Linked DNA regions of Zea mays: region 2 is linked to region 1. The links are chromatin contacts, called in public Hi-C maps. All regions are on one chromosome and are shown on one strand. The core of a region is the stretch at or near the end of the contact, and the rest is flanking DNA. Distances in the headings are between cores, read along the strand shown.

Region 1 (7,096 bases), core at 2,261-4,760:
GCACCAGATTTTCAGTTAGCCCTCAGGGAAAGAAAAAAACTAGCTCTATACAAAAACCCCAAAAGTAATTTGAAGCTTAGCATATCCTACATGAGATGAGAATTTCAGATCATTCATTCCATTCCAAGCTATTTGTTCTACTACAAAAATTCCGAAAATAATTTCTCTTTGCTACTGCCTACTAGCATATCCTACATGAGATGAGAGTTTCATATCATTCTTTCCACTCCATCACAGGAAACAATATCAGCATACCTCATATGACATATTATCTGGGTCCACATTGTCTTCCCTTGCAACCTAATGTGGATACAAATCATCGTCACATTTCCAGTTGAGACAAATGGAGTCCTTTTCGTGTAAGAGTAAGTTGAGACAAATGGAGTCTTTTTCATGTAAGAGTAAGACGACAATCCCAATGAACCAAAAGGTTCAAAGACAAGAGTGCCCAAACAACAAACCTGAGCTGCATTCTGTGCAGGCCTGTACTCAACAGCCGGTGACGATGACTCCAAGGGTACATTGCCTGAATAGAAAATGAAGGATGGACATGTGGCCAGTGACCGTGTTAGTTGACTACAGCTAAGTAACTAACGCAATCACTTCTGAATAAGGGGGAGATTCAGAGAGCTGTTACCGGCGACTTCTCTGGTGTCGGCAGCAGCGTCACGCGTGTTCTCCTCCTCCTGCAGTTGCCTGGCCAAAGCTTCGTCAGACACCACCCAGGCTTCAATCTTGTGGGTCTCCGAGGATATGCGGACTGAATAGGTGGTTGGAGTGGCCATTGATGGATTTGCAACTCCCCTGCAACGATTTAGCGGCGAAGACGAGGATTCAATCGAGTAGATGAAACCTCGTCCAGCTTTTAAACATGTTCAAGCGATTGTCTGAACTGTGAACTGATTAACATTTGGATTTCGAGCTCATGATTGCAGTAAAAATATTTATGTCTGCAATGTCTAGCGTCTTCCAACAGAGATCGAAGTCTGACATCGCGTCGCAGGAAGGGCAATTTACCACCCAGAAGAACCGTACCATCAAACGGTGCTACTAAAATTGTACTCCTGCCAAGAACAATCAGAGCTAAAATACACCTAAATCAGTTCCGATTCCATCGAAATCAGCGCGACTAAAGTTCGCATGGAGGTTCTGTCTTCCGTTCTGCCTCCCAATTGGCACTTGACCAAGCAAAAGAAAGAATTTGGGACTTCTGTTTCCGATCAAGAAACCAAACATACAAGAGACAAAAAACAAACAACTTTACTACAGAACAGGAGCGCCCGCCGAATCACCCAACGACCGTCTTCTCGAACGAACTGGAAGGAGATAGCAGTGCGTACCTCGCCTCCTTCCTCCAGATCAGCGGAGAAGAACGGAGTGACGGATCCGCCGCCTCGCCCTCCCTCTCCTCCTCTCTATCTCTCTACCTCGGAACCTCTACCTCTCCCCTTCTCGCAAACTGTGTGGTACTAGTCTACGAAGCAATTTATGCAGCCGACGTGAGCCGCGGTCGCTCGCAAGTCAAGTGATGTAGACAACTTCGCTGTCTTCCTTTTTGTTCTTTTTTTTTTCTGTTTCTCGGTGACCTTGTTCTTGTCTCAAGTCCTCAACTATGCAACTGCTTCATTTTTCATATCGTTCTCGTTAACTAAACTCGATTTTATAAGCCCTAATCCGCAGGATAAGCTACGGATGCTGTAATGACGCATCTGGAATTAGCTGTCCATGAACACGTCACATCACCTTGCAGCGTTTGTTTAGCAAATTAAATACTAATAATGTGCTTAGGTTGCTAGCCTGCTAGGTTCACTCACAAGTGGCATCAAGGGGAGTTGTAAACTCACCAAACCGGTGGCAGGTCTTCGTCGCACAGATAGTGGCTGTGGTGTGGCTCACAGCGCACGAGCAAAACCAAGAGGTACGTCCAGAACAGTAGCTTCCAGGTGATGGATCTCGCAGGATTTTGGCACTCAAACCCATTTCGACTGCTCCTCGAGTGGCTGTTGTGCTATACGTAGCCATCAATCGTACCCAATGGATGTGTTTAGATGTAAAATTTCACCTATATGTCTACATCTGTTCCGTAAAATAATACCCTCTTCATTCTAAAATAAAATTCGTTTTACCATTTTAGTTGATTCATATAATAAAGAATGTATTTATTTTATATATGCGTCACGATTCATCATCCTCTATTTAAATGTATACGTAAAAATCAAGAGCTAAAACGACTAATATTTTGAGACGAAGGGACTAACAAAATGAATCTGGATCTGACTTTTCACTTACGGGAGTCAATAAACCTTAGAATACTAACTTTAAATCTTTTTTCACACATGATTTTGGTGATTACCAAATGCTGGTTTTTATTACTTCTCTTTAAGTCTAATGCTCATTAGATGTTTAAACATATACTAAATTTTATTTTGTCAAGTGTGGCTGTTCAAACTTAGAATTTTACTATTGTTTGGCCTGACTTATATAGTTATGTTATGTTTATGCCACTGGAACTGAATGGAGTTCTTTAAAAGATGTGAACATATGAAAATATGAATTGATATTACATTATGAACTATGTGTTTCTAAAAATTATATGTGGTGTGCTTCAAAATAATTATATGTGTTCTATATTGCTATTTACGATGCTTTTGTTTAATTATTTGTAAATTTCTATTTGCACCCCTCTATTTACCTGGTGGATTCAATTTTTTTTATTTTTCTAGACTTTTTGAAAATTTTAAAAAAATAACACCGACCAATCATGTAATGCCAAGTCAGCTACCGATGGTAGATACCAATCAAGATAGGTCACTAACCATGCGTGCTCCAACACCGTGGTCAACATCGACTGGCCTAGTCTCACTTCAGCCGATAACAATCACGGCGATCGCTCGGCAACTCCATCGATCAGTCGGTCATAGTGAAAGTTAGCTAGAGGAGAGATGAATAGACAAAACCTAAATTACAACTTAAAAACACAACTCGATCTCAATATTATGGTTAGAACAATATAAAGATTAGCTCCGATGAAAGGAGCGTTCAACTTGCGGAATGTTGATTGTATTTGTAGACCGAGGTACTACCGCTTTTCCCGGTTTCCCCCCTAGCGAGGTTCAGTTATTCGTACTGTACATGTGTTGGGCCATGAAGCCTCGTGATAGCCAATGTGTGTCGCCAACTCAAAGCGCCGCCTCCTTGCTGGATGGGCCGCGATCGTCGCGATGCCCGCCGCATTGGCCCAACACATCGCGATCATGGCATCTTGTTTGTTGCCGCTCCAAACGTCAGTCCAACCGAGCCCACGAGCAAGTTGCGTACGCGACGCGTGTGTGACACGTTCGGTGGCTCACACGCTTGCGATGCAAGGCGCTCCTCCATCCAAACGCGCGGCCGCCGCGCACGTAGACGTAGGTGAGCAACGCGAGGCTCGCCGCCGTCGCTCTCGAGGCCACAGTCACTAATGAACGCCTATAAATCCCGCCGTTAGCGCGCGCACACGGCACACGCACACCGCGACCCAGTCCAGAGCCAGTACGTGCGAAGCAGCACGCACGCTGCTGGTCCGCGTACGCGAGACGACGGTCAGGTCGGCCGGTGCTTTTCAGTTTGGAATAATGACGGCGACGACGACGACAGCCGCCGGCGGCGGCAAGGTGCAGCCGCGCGGCCTGCCCGCGGCGCTGTCCCTGCTGCTGCTCCTGGTGTTGGCAGCGGGGCTGGGCGGTGGCGCCGAGGCGCAGCAGACGTGCGCGGGGCAGCTGCGCGGGCTGGCCCCCTGCTTGCGCTACAGCGTGCCACCCTTGCCGGGGCAGGTTCCGCCGGCGCCCGGGCCGGAGTGCTGCTCCGCGCTGGGGGCCGTGTCCAGGGACTGCGCCTGCGGAACGTTCAGCATCATCAACAGCCTGCCGGCCAAGTGCGGCCTCCCGCCAGTCAGCTGCCGTAAGGCCTCCATCTCTAGTTATTTGTCGTGCTGATCCGCCATGAATGACACACACTGCGCCATGCCGCCATCCGCCACGCATGAAAAATGTGTCTTTATTTGTCGTTTTTTATATGCCGTGCTGATGATTTGCTCTTTGCTGTCATGCGTGCAGAGTAATGAGCTGATGATAGCCAGTGCGATGCACTGGGCAAAAGGCAAGGGATCCAAACACGCTGAATAATAAAAGGCCACCGGCGTCGAGTCGACTCGGTGTCCTCATTCCGTCATTCGTAGTGAATGCTAAAGCAAACTCTTGAGGGTCGCGTGCCCTTTTGCGATCTTGTACGCACACGACCGGCCTGTGGCTGTGCAATGTGCAACATCGCTTTGATTCAAAGAACCAACAATAATACAGAACCCACTCTGCACAGCAGGGCTCACTGAAACGAATCATCATGCATGCGTAGGTATAAAGTATCACGCATATATATAATAACGTAAAGCATGCAAAGCGCAATGCGTCACGACACATGGCGCCACAAAAGAATTTTTAACCTTTCTTCGACCAACCCAACCAATTTGCATGCAAAGCGCAATGCGTCACGACACATGGCGCCACAAAAGAATTTTTAACCTTTCTTCGACCAACCCAACCAATTTGACAGACCGAGTTTTCACTGGCGATATGGTGCAAGTATTTTGTGTAAAATTCTCCTGCCCAGCTGTGGTATCTCTAACCATGCCTAACGATTATCCTCTACCCCGTGATCTGCTCTAGAAACAGGGCTTCCTGCTTGCTTGTTAGGCCAAGATCACTGAATGATACGTCACCCTCGCTGTTGGTAAACGTGCGCCTTGGGTATGTCCTCACCTGCATGATACGAAATGTTGAAAAAGGTACAAGGCTGGGCGGATTTAAACAGTAGAATGAAAAGGTGCCACAAGAAAACTCGTCAAAGAATTGACTACGCGTCAATGTTCCATAGTTAAAAAGACTTGAACTCTGGATCAGGGACTTTCAAACAAGGATAGCTGCCTGGTCACCAGTCATTAACTGTAATGTAATGGCCATAGATGATGCATGAGTACAATAATAAAAAAACACCATCCAGCCAAATATATACTCCCTGTCACAAATGAAAATTCGTTTTAGATAATTAGTGGATTCATACAATATTTGTTTTATGGGTGTCTAGATTCATCATCCTCCATTTGAATATAGAAAGAAAAATCATAACTAAAACGAATACTATTTGGGAACGGAGGGAGTTACTATTTTGCCCGAATGCTCCCAGGAAAGCACGAGTTTCAGGGCTAGTTTGGAAGGCTAAACCTAGGGAGGGAAAACCCCCCACATGTAACTAAATATCTTATTCAAATGTTACCCCTAGGGATTACTCACCCTGGGAAATGAGAAGGGTCCCAAGGGGATTTCGGTTTCTATTATTTTTTCTGCAAACCATTTCAGAGCAATGATATGAAACCAACCTAACTACTTATAACATTTCTTAAGAATATCAGACATAGGAAAGTGATGGCCTGGAAGCAAAGTAAGACTGATAGATAAATAGATCACTAGAATAAACCCTGACAGTTCATAGCCTTCATAGAAGCAAAAGGAAACACTACGGGAGCAATTGGTTGCTTGCACTAGCAATTCACTGCATTGGGTCTAATGCAGGATAGACTAAGCCAGCATAAGTGTGCACAATGTGTTTGTGTTTGGTTGCCATGTTATAAGTAAGTTGCATTTGCTAATATAATGTTTGGTTAGTTGGCTGTTTTGTATTTCTTGTGATCACCCATGCTTGTTGTGGTGAGATTAAACTCTCACGTTTAATGCTACAGAAGCATCCATGAGACAATGAAACATCGCTCAAAAGCCACGTAGTAGCATACCCTGACTTATGAATAAAGCAACTCGATCTGATTTATTTGAGAAAACAGGAAACTGACAAGTTATTTTTAACACAAAATTTCATTAAAAACGAATGGTAGACAATTACCAATCTGTAGGTCCCTGGCTTGCAAGTCCTCCCAATGTCTAAGAAATCAAATAGGAACTGCAGGCAAGCCAGCAAGAAAGTATTAATCACTGGATATAAAATATAAAGAAAAAAGAAGGAAAGACGGCTACTCGGCTAGCATATGTTTTTGTTAGGGGTGAAAATGGATACTTATTCAGAAATCATTTTTTGATCTTTTTTCTTTAATTAGGAATAAATAGGATATAGAATATGCTAAGCAAATTCATATTCTTGTTCTTAGCATTGGGCTTGTAAAGATTCATAAAAGGTAAATCTCAAATTTATCATATATCTTAAATGGTAGATATAAAATTCAGATACAAATATTTTTCAACTTTTTTGCTGTAGGGAACAAATAATATAAAAAAATTTATGCACAATTCTATTCTTATTTGTAATAATGTGCTTGATAACATAATAAAAGATTACCATCAAATTTCACACACACACACACACACACACCCACCCCCCCCCACACCCCCACGCACGAGCGCACACACACACTATATGTGTGTATATATATTAAATATTGAATTTATCCTAACAATTTGGATACCCACTTTCATCCCTAGTTTTTGTTCTGGATTCAAGCATCTCAAAATTGTTTACCTGAAGTTTATCAGTTTTGAGAAAGCGGCGCCCCTGTCGACTACCATCAGGCATTCGGACTACAACTGTCACAGCACCCTCTGCGTCTGGAGACGGTTCCGGTGGTAATGATGCTTGCTTCGAAGTGAGACTGGACTCTAGTTCCTATTTAATCAAAACATCAGGGACAACATGACAAATAGTAGTCAAATATCCAGGCAAGAAAAAAAACCATAAACAATGAAAATACTGATCAAAAGTCCTGTTTGGATCTCCTAAGAAAAATGAGAATGAGATCCAAACAATTGGATTCTAGAATCCAGCTATCTATCCCAAACCCATTATTTGGCGAGATTTTCACTATGCAGAGGCAATGATCACTATAAGAATAAGATTCAAACACCCACTTATTATTTTTTTAATCCAGAAACCAGATTCTACATTCACTATAGAATCCAGAACTTCAATATGGGAATGAGATCCAAATAGACCCTAAGCCAAAATGAAATTGGTGAGATGAAGTGGCTAGTTGTCATAACCTCCTGTAAAGAAGACAGCG
Region 2 (7,096 bases), core at 2,814-5,313, 170 kb after region 1:
AATCAGACGATTCTGACTCTGCTTTGCATGGATATGCATAAGCTAACTCATCTGCATCTTCTTCCATGCATTCAACAACATCACAGAGAATGTTGTCTGGTTGGTCAGCTTCATTCTGTTCAGGCTTCACCTCCTCGAGTGAAACAGGAGCACGTATAGCATTGGCATCTTCAAAACAAGGTGATTCTGATCCTTCAGCAATACCATCTAAACTAGAACACTCATCACTATTAAGTTCAGTTATTGCCTTCAACCCATTTCCCTTGTAGCCATTCAGAATTTGTTGGCACTGCCTCCTCAGCTTTTCATACTGTTTCCTGTACCAAAGTCATACCAATTAAAAATTGCTACCAGATCACATAAGAAAAGGGCAGACACAGTGCCAGAGGCTCCGACATGGGGTCTGGGGAAGGGACAAACCAACGCAACCCGTGACCTGGTGAATCAATGAGACAACACTCACCACTGCACCAGGCCTGCCCTTCTTAACAGATCATATAAAAAAAACAGTACGTGAATGGCAATAGGATGTCCTAGTTTGATTTCCTTTCAAACTTACAATATTAACCTCTTATGAATTTACTAAAGAGAGAAAGAAATCAATTAATGCTGTTCAAGTGCTACATGATATTTCTTAGTCTCACACTCTTGCTTCATGGAAATATGGGCATGGTACATTGAGCCAAATGAACACTTGCAGCATAAATCAGGTACCCAAACAGATCTATAAACATGTGCCAGTTATCACCAAACAAAAGACTAAACGGTGAATATATTACCTTTTCTTGATCTTGATAGAGTTCCTTTCCTCTTCAGAGCTATTCAAATCATAGCTGCAGATACAACATGAAAGATCAATCCACATGAACAAAAGTTCACAAAGCATAACATAATAACCACATAACAAAACTTTACTTTCTCGTAAATGGCCAAATATGAACAGGCTTGACACCATACAGTGCTGATAATACTAAATGTATTATGTGCTTAAGTTAGATCATTCAGCAGCAGGCATAAACTAAGGCTATTTTGCAAAATCACATTCCCACAAGATAGATTACTCATATTCCCCTCACATAAAAAAATGATTCATATTCCAGGTAAGGCAGCCAGAGTACACTAATTGCTTGTTCTGAATTTCAATATCATCTAATTGGGGGGGGGGGGGGGGGGGGGGGGGCAAAATATTCACATTACAATGATGGACATTTATATTCTTCTCATTTAAAACATGCACTACACAACCCTACATTTACAAGCCTCAAATACCCAAACTGTTTACTTTTAACTCCGTGCTTCTGTACCTCAGAATCCACCAAGGTTTTCATTAACTTGGAAGTGGTTTTACATAGGTAATTCTAACATACCATATCTATATTTTATAGCTTTGTCAGTTTTAAAAAGTTATTTTTACTGCTGAATGGACAGCTGACAGTGCACTTGCATGTTAAAACCACCACCATGTCACCAAAAGACGCTGGGGTTTCAGGTATAGGGAGCAAAGTAGGCGGTTTTGATAAAAAGGGCATAAAATATCTGATATCATAGTGCAGGTGGTAAATTAAACAAACAAGAAAATTCTGGAGGTGTAACTTGGGACTCTCCCAAAAAAATACAACAGAATGCTCCTATGCTCTGTTTTAGTAGTTAATACTAAATAAGCCAACTTCCTAATATAAATCTACAAAATTCCTAGTTTCCAGTGACAAAGATAAGAGTCACAGACGTAGCAGCAACCACTGTAGGCAAAGCCATACATACGAATACCGGTTGCATGTGCACATGCACAGCGAAACATTGCGTGAGAGAACTGTACGCATACATTGTAGCATTCCATTTAAGTTACATTTCTAAAAAGAAAAGTATTTAAATTTCAGCTTTAAACAAGGGTTTCTAAAAAGAAAAAACCTGCCACACAAACAGGTACTTAAAACCTTGGAATTTATTTGTACAGAGTTCAAGATTGATCTAGTTAAAAACAATTACTAGATACAATTTATACAGCTAGTTTGCACTAACCAGTAATGCATTGAGGCTCATAAAATCTGAACTGATACAAGTGATACCGATTCATAGAAAAGCAGTTATTAATTCGCCTGGATTAAAATTTGAAGGACAAAAAACGAGGGAATTGACACTAGACCAATAATTAACAAGGTGATACCTTAATCAAATAAGTAACATGATGCTTTGGAAGGTATTGACATGCACATGTGTACTGTTAAACTTGCACCCAAAAAAATCATCGGTTATAAATTTACAGGATAGGTAAAAGAGATCAAGTAACTCACACTCCTAGTAGGAAGGGCCAAACTTCAGCCCTAATGCTTGCTTCAATGCCCTGGTACAATAGAAGAGGGGCATTTATGTCAGTAATGCAGTTGGACTCTAAGATACAAAACACTTCAATAACAGAAGAGATAACAACATGACTGTGTATTTAACTACATGCAATAGATAGCCAACTATGAATCTCTGATGCAACCTATATCTGGATGATTTGGATGGAAAATGAATAAACACTGCACTTACACCACTGCGAACTTTCTTGAGAAACTTCCTTCCACCATCACGAAGCTTCCCATTTGCTGAAAACAAACTCTCCCACTGTTCACGAGAAAGTGCTCGTTTTCTTTTCCTCCGGGACCATGGAGATTTAAGACCACCCCTGTAAATATATAGGGTATATTCCAGCAAATGGTATACTCAGTCAGATAGATCAACAACAATAATGTCAGCATGTCAACTGAGAGATTAAATCGACAGTAACATGCTTCAGTATTACATGATGCACACACTGCATCCACTGGTCTATCTAAAGTTCACATCCTCATTATGACATCTTAAACAAGATTTGAACATACAATACTAAACTCAATACAGCATGTACAAGAAATAAACCGAGTTACAAAAAGAAAGATTCGATGGAATAGGTTGATTAGTTTATCAAATGAACTTAGCACGGGAACAACTTCCTCTAGTTGCTTGTAAATAAATGGGCACTGCTTATGACAGTCTTATTGTCCCTGGATGAACGAACTGGAAACAGGTTAGTGATAAACAACCAGACACGACATGCAAGTCTAACATTATGAACTATAGCTTGAGACTGCACAAGGTGTGATGTTACTCCCTAGAGGTGTCAGTGATCTAGAAGTAAAGCCACATAGACCTTGATTAGATTCAGAAACACGAGGGAAGCATCATGTCACAAGGAACACAACTGAAAATAACCACACTGACGTTACTAGTTCATGGCCTTGACAACCTATTGATGGCACAGTGGATTCACACATGCGTGGAAGTGCACCGAGCAATCAATCCACGCACACCTCTACTCTATGATGCAATCTAAATCATTACTATATCAAGAGCACATAAAACACCCTAATTTGAGTACCTAGGCCCCATTGACATCACAAATTACAACCAGCAAGCTCGTGCAGGGTGCACAGAACTAGATCAGCAGCAGCCAAATGAACCTCATGTAACAAGAACCGAATATGAGGCACCTAAAATCCTAAAGGCGCCGCCTTTGGCCAATCGGAAGGGAGAAACCTACCGCTCCGAGTGCGGCGAGGACGACGCCGGCGAGGAAGAAGACGAGGCGGCCACCGCAGCCGACACCACAGCCACCGCGCTCCCAGCCGCAGCCGCTGCGAAGGAGGAGGACGAGGACGAGGACGCGGCGGCGGCGAGGAGCGACCGGATGTGGATCCACGATGAGGACGGAGGGGAGGACGCGGCCGTCGGCGAGGACGAGGTGCTGGATCGCCGCAGCGCCTTCATGTCCTTCTCACTCTTACCCACCAACCCAACAGCTGCACTCCGCTAGCACCACCACTCTGCCGAGGCCCGCCACCGCAGGACCTCGCCGCCGGCGTACGATCTCCCGCGCCCTGCTTGGCCACAGTGCTGTCCGATTAGGTTTTTCTCTAAGCTTTTAGCAACGGGACACGGGGGAGAAAGTGTAGGGACTAGGGAGAGAGTCATATGACGCCAATAAAGGGGGGGAGAGAGAGTCAGAGAGTTGGAGTGGGTGCAGTGCGCGTTTGGACGGGCCCTGTTGGAACCTGCCATGTGGGGTCTTTCATGGCCGTGTCGCTGCGGGGTCCATAGGTCAGTGAGGGTATTAGATGATAGACCTACCGCTTCCCGGTTTGGGCCTTTGCATTGTACCAGTAGGACACTCAACGTTCCAGCATTGAATTATCAATAAAAAAATGCTCCAGCATTTAATATTGCCTTCCTGAAATTTTAGAAGGCTTTCATGGTCAACTATCGATGAAGTTTATCCGATTGGGAATTTGGGATACAAGCGGCAGGTGGATCTTGATTCTGAACCAGAACCTAATCCGTACTAGTATTGACCACTGAGAATTTCAGACGGAGTATTTGGGCGACCAAATCCAAATCCACGCGGTTAATTTGGAAGCAAAAAAATCGTCCTGAGAAAAGATACCAGGTGAATTCATGCGACCACTAGACATTTATTAGCCGTCTTATCTTGATCTGTTTTATATCCTATAAATGAGATATATCTTTGACCATTTCTACGTTAGACAAAAAAAAAATGAGGTTACCAAAGGTAAACGAGACGGGTTGACTTCCCTAGACGACACGTTTAGCTCGTGGAAAATCATAACTTGGCCGTGCGTCGGATGAGCGCCACGCAACCCAAAAACGGGTTTTGCTTTTGAAAAAAAACACACGAGAAGCTTCTACTTGCCGTGGACCGACGCTTTTGAACCGGTCGTGAGTCGTGACACGGTTCTAGAAACGTCACACTGGAACGACCATATAATTTAATCATATAATAGTCCATGATGCATGCAAAAATTATAGTCAAAATGGATTGCAAATAATTGTTGGCAGGTAGTGCTGCATAATTTCCATAAAATTCTTAAGGACCGGCCAGTTTAACACAACTCAGGGCAGGCCGGAGGCAGATTTAGGGACAGGGTATTTTTCAATAAAATAAAATGCATTTTTTTATAAAATACAATAAATTCATAATTTAAATAAGAATTGTTTCATGTCTCATCAAATTAAATAAGATAGGAAACAGATAAAATATTCAAATTGACTTTTATTCTGCGATCTTTCATGGCTTCATAGTGTCTAATAACGTTATTACCTTTAACATGTAAAACGAAATCATGCTCAATAAAAAGTAACCAAAATGAAGTACTGGTCGTCCATTCTATTTCTCATCAGGGTTAAGTCAGTGCCGCTCAACGGTCGGCTTTGGCGCTCGACAGTGTATTGCTCGGTGTCGATGCTTATCAAGATTCCTGCACTGCACAGTCGCGCCCTGCTGTGCCTCTTGGTAGTTATCTCGCTGTCGCGCATGACCAATCGCTCATTGCTCGGACGCTCCGCCTCGGTGAGCTGGAGATTGTCGTCGATTGTGAATTGTGTTCCGACAACTCGAGAATGACAGCTGCTTACGGGGTGAGGTCTCGAGGAGGGAAAAGAGAATGGGGTGAACCCTGGGCCGGTAGGCAAGGTGGGGGTGGGAATTAGGAAGACGGATTGGACTTAATGGGCTACGACGACTGCTAACTACAGTGAACCAAGGTGAATTTATTATCCATCTTTTCACTTAAATAATTTAATTATATATATATATATCATACATAATTAATGGCGCACTAAAATTATAGGGCATTTACTACTCCCTTTAAGTTAGTATTAGATGCCAAGGGAAGAGAGAGAGGGCAATACTTTGAGCTAGGGAGAAGAGAAGGGAGCTAAGATCTTTGTGCGTCCTAGTGCATGAGAAACATAACCCCTCTATCTCTCTTAACAAGAGAGGATATATGTATAGAGAACATCGTACATGTGGGACATTCAGTATGAAATGGCGTAGAGTCTATACCTGACTCTTATTAGGCCCCGTTTGTTTCCTTTCATTTCGAGGAATTGGAATCTTACTAATGGAACATGCTATTTTTTAGAATATGACATTCCACCACTTTCCAAAGTTATCATATAAGCCTACCTCAAATCCATGGGGTGAGAGATGGAAATTGATTCTATAGATTTACATGCTATTTTTCCGATGTACAACTTATATCACATTATTCTACTTGCGCCTCTATAACATAAATGTAGTATATAACTATCGCTCTCATATGATTTAGGATAATATACAAATATATTACATATATAAATATATAAACTTAATTAGTTTTGTCTAAATTATAATTATTAAAATGGAATTCAATTCCAACAAAACAAACGAGCCCTTATTGTAATTTGTAGGTGCCCTATAGACTAATAAATATGTGAGCCCGTTGTTTTTCTGCAATAGAAACGCAGAACCCATTATATACCACAGATTGCAGTGATGCCACAATGCATGGAAATAGCCTAAACTGCGATGATACATATACAAATGTGTTCATTTTTGTGTCACTCTTCGAACTACAGGCAAGGATTAGAGACACAGACATCAAAGACACTGAATAATTCCTAAGCAATCGAATGTATGTTACGCTAGTCTTTTTTCAGATTGCCATCAGTTTCATCATGAGATCCAAATGCACATGGGAAAAGTAATTAATTCTGAAATAGATGAAAAGACAGAACAAGTAGTACAACTTCACACGAAAACAAAAGGACGTGTCAGATTTTGAATCATAGCGTCTGATTGGTTGTCCGGTTGGTTTGAGTCTGGTTCAGGCCCAGATGCAGGCTGAGCCTAGCATGTATACATAGATGCAAGTAGTTAATTTGTTACGTGTTTGGTTTCGTGTATCGATTCAGCCAGGATTTAATGAGCTCGTGTTTGGTTTCCTGTACCGACTCAGCCATAATTACTGATAGTATTTACTGGGCATAAAAAATACAGAAGCCACAATTTACACGTCTCACACCGAGCAACATAAAACTATCTAGAAATTCTACACAATTTCTACACCAACTAAAACAGTCTTCAAATTGTACCCAATTTACACAACTAAGTAAATACAAATTTGGACTTAAACAAGCTTGACAAACTGGTATCTAAGCTTGACATATTAGCCTCAAAACAGTGTACTCAACTCTATTGTCAGAACTGTATTAAACTTTCAGACCGCATTGTTCTAAG

Evidence for each region. A called contact is a pair of places that touch in the nucleus more often than the background predicts.
Region 2: a Hi-C map of tassel shows a contact between it and region 1, with 3 times the contacts expected there. The contact joins the promoter of LOC103633061 here to the promoter of LOC542005 in region 1. A contact is called at or near these places in 5 of 25 Hi-C or Micro-C datasets (bundle sheath, ear, leaf and 1 more).

What each region holds. Positions count from the first base shown.
Region 1 is chr7:147,776,438-147,783,533 of Zm-B73-REFERENCE-NAM-5.0, forward strand. It overlaps LOC542005 (anther-specific protein 3), which reads left to right and starts at 3,511. Exons shown (of 2, transcript NM_001111653.2): 1 at 3,511-3,939; 2 at 4,095-4,351. The coding sequence starts at 3,615. The coding sequence ends at 4,099. LOC100274090 reads right to left here. Exons shown (of 10, transcript NM_001148469.1): 8 at 6,559-6,702; 9 at 5,929-5,985; 10 at 4,467-4,793. The coding sequence ends at 4,680. LOC100193125 reads right to left here and starts at 1,485. Exons shown (of 6, transcript NM_001138285.1): 1 at 638-1,485; 2 at 462-526; 3 at 256-300. The coding sequence starts at 785.
Region 2 is chr7:147,947,385-147,954,480 of Zm-B73-REFERENCE-NAM-5.0, forward strand. It overlaps LOC103633061 (GTPase-activating protein gyp7), which reads right to left and starts at 4,064. Exons shown (of 5, transcript XM_008654744.3): 1 at 3,563-4,064; 2 at 2,533-2,668; 3 at 2,292-2,341; 4 at 780-833; 5 at 1-317. The coding sequence starts at 3,789. It also overlaps the pseudogene LOC100278168.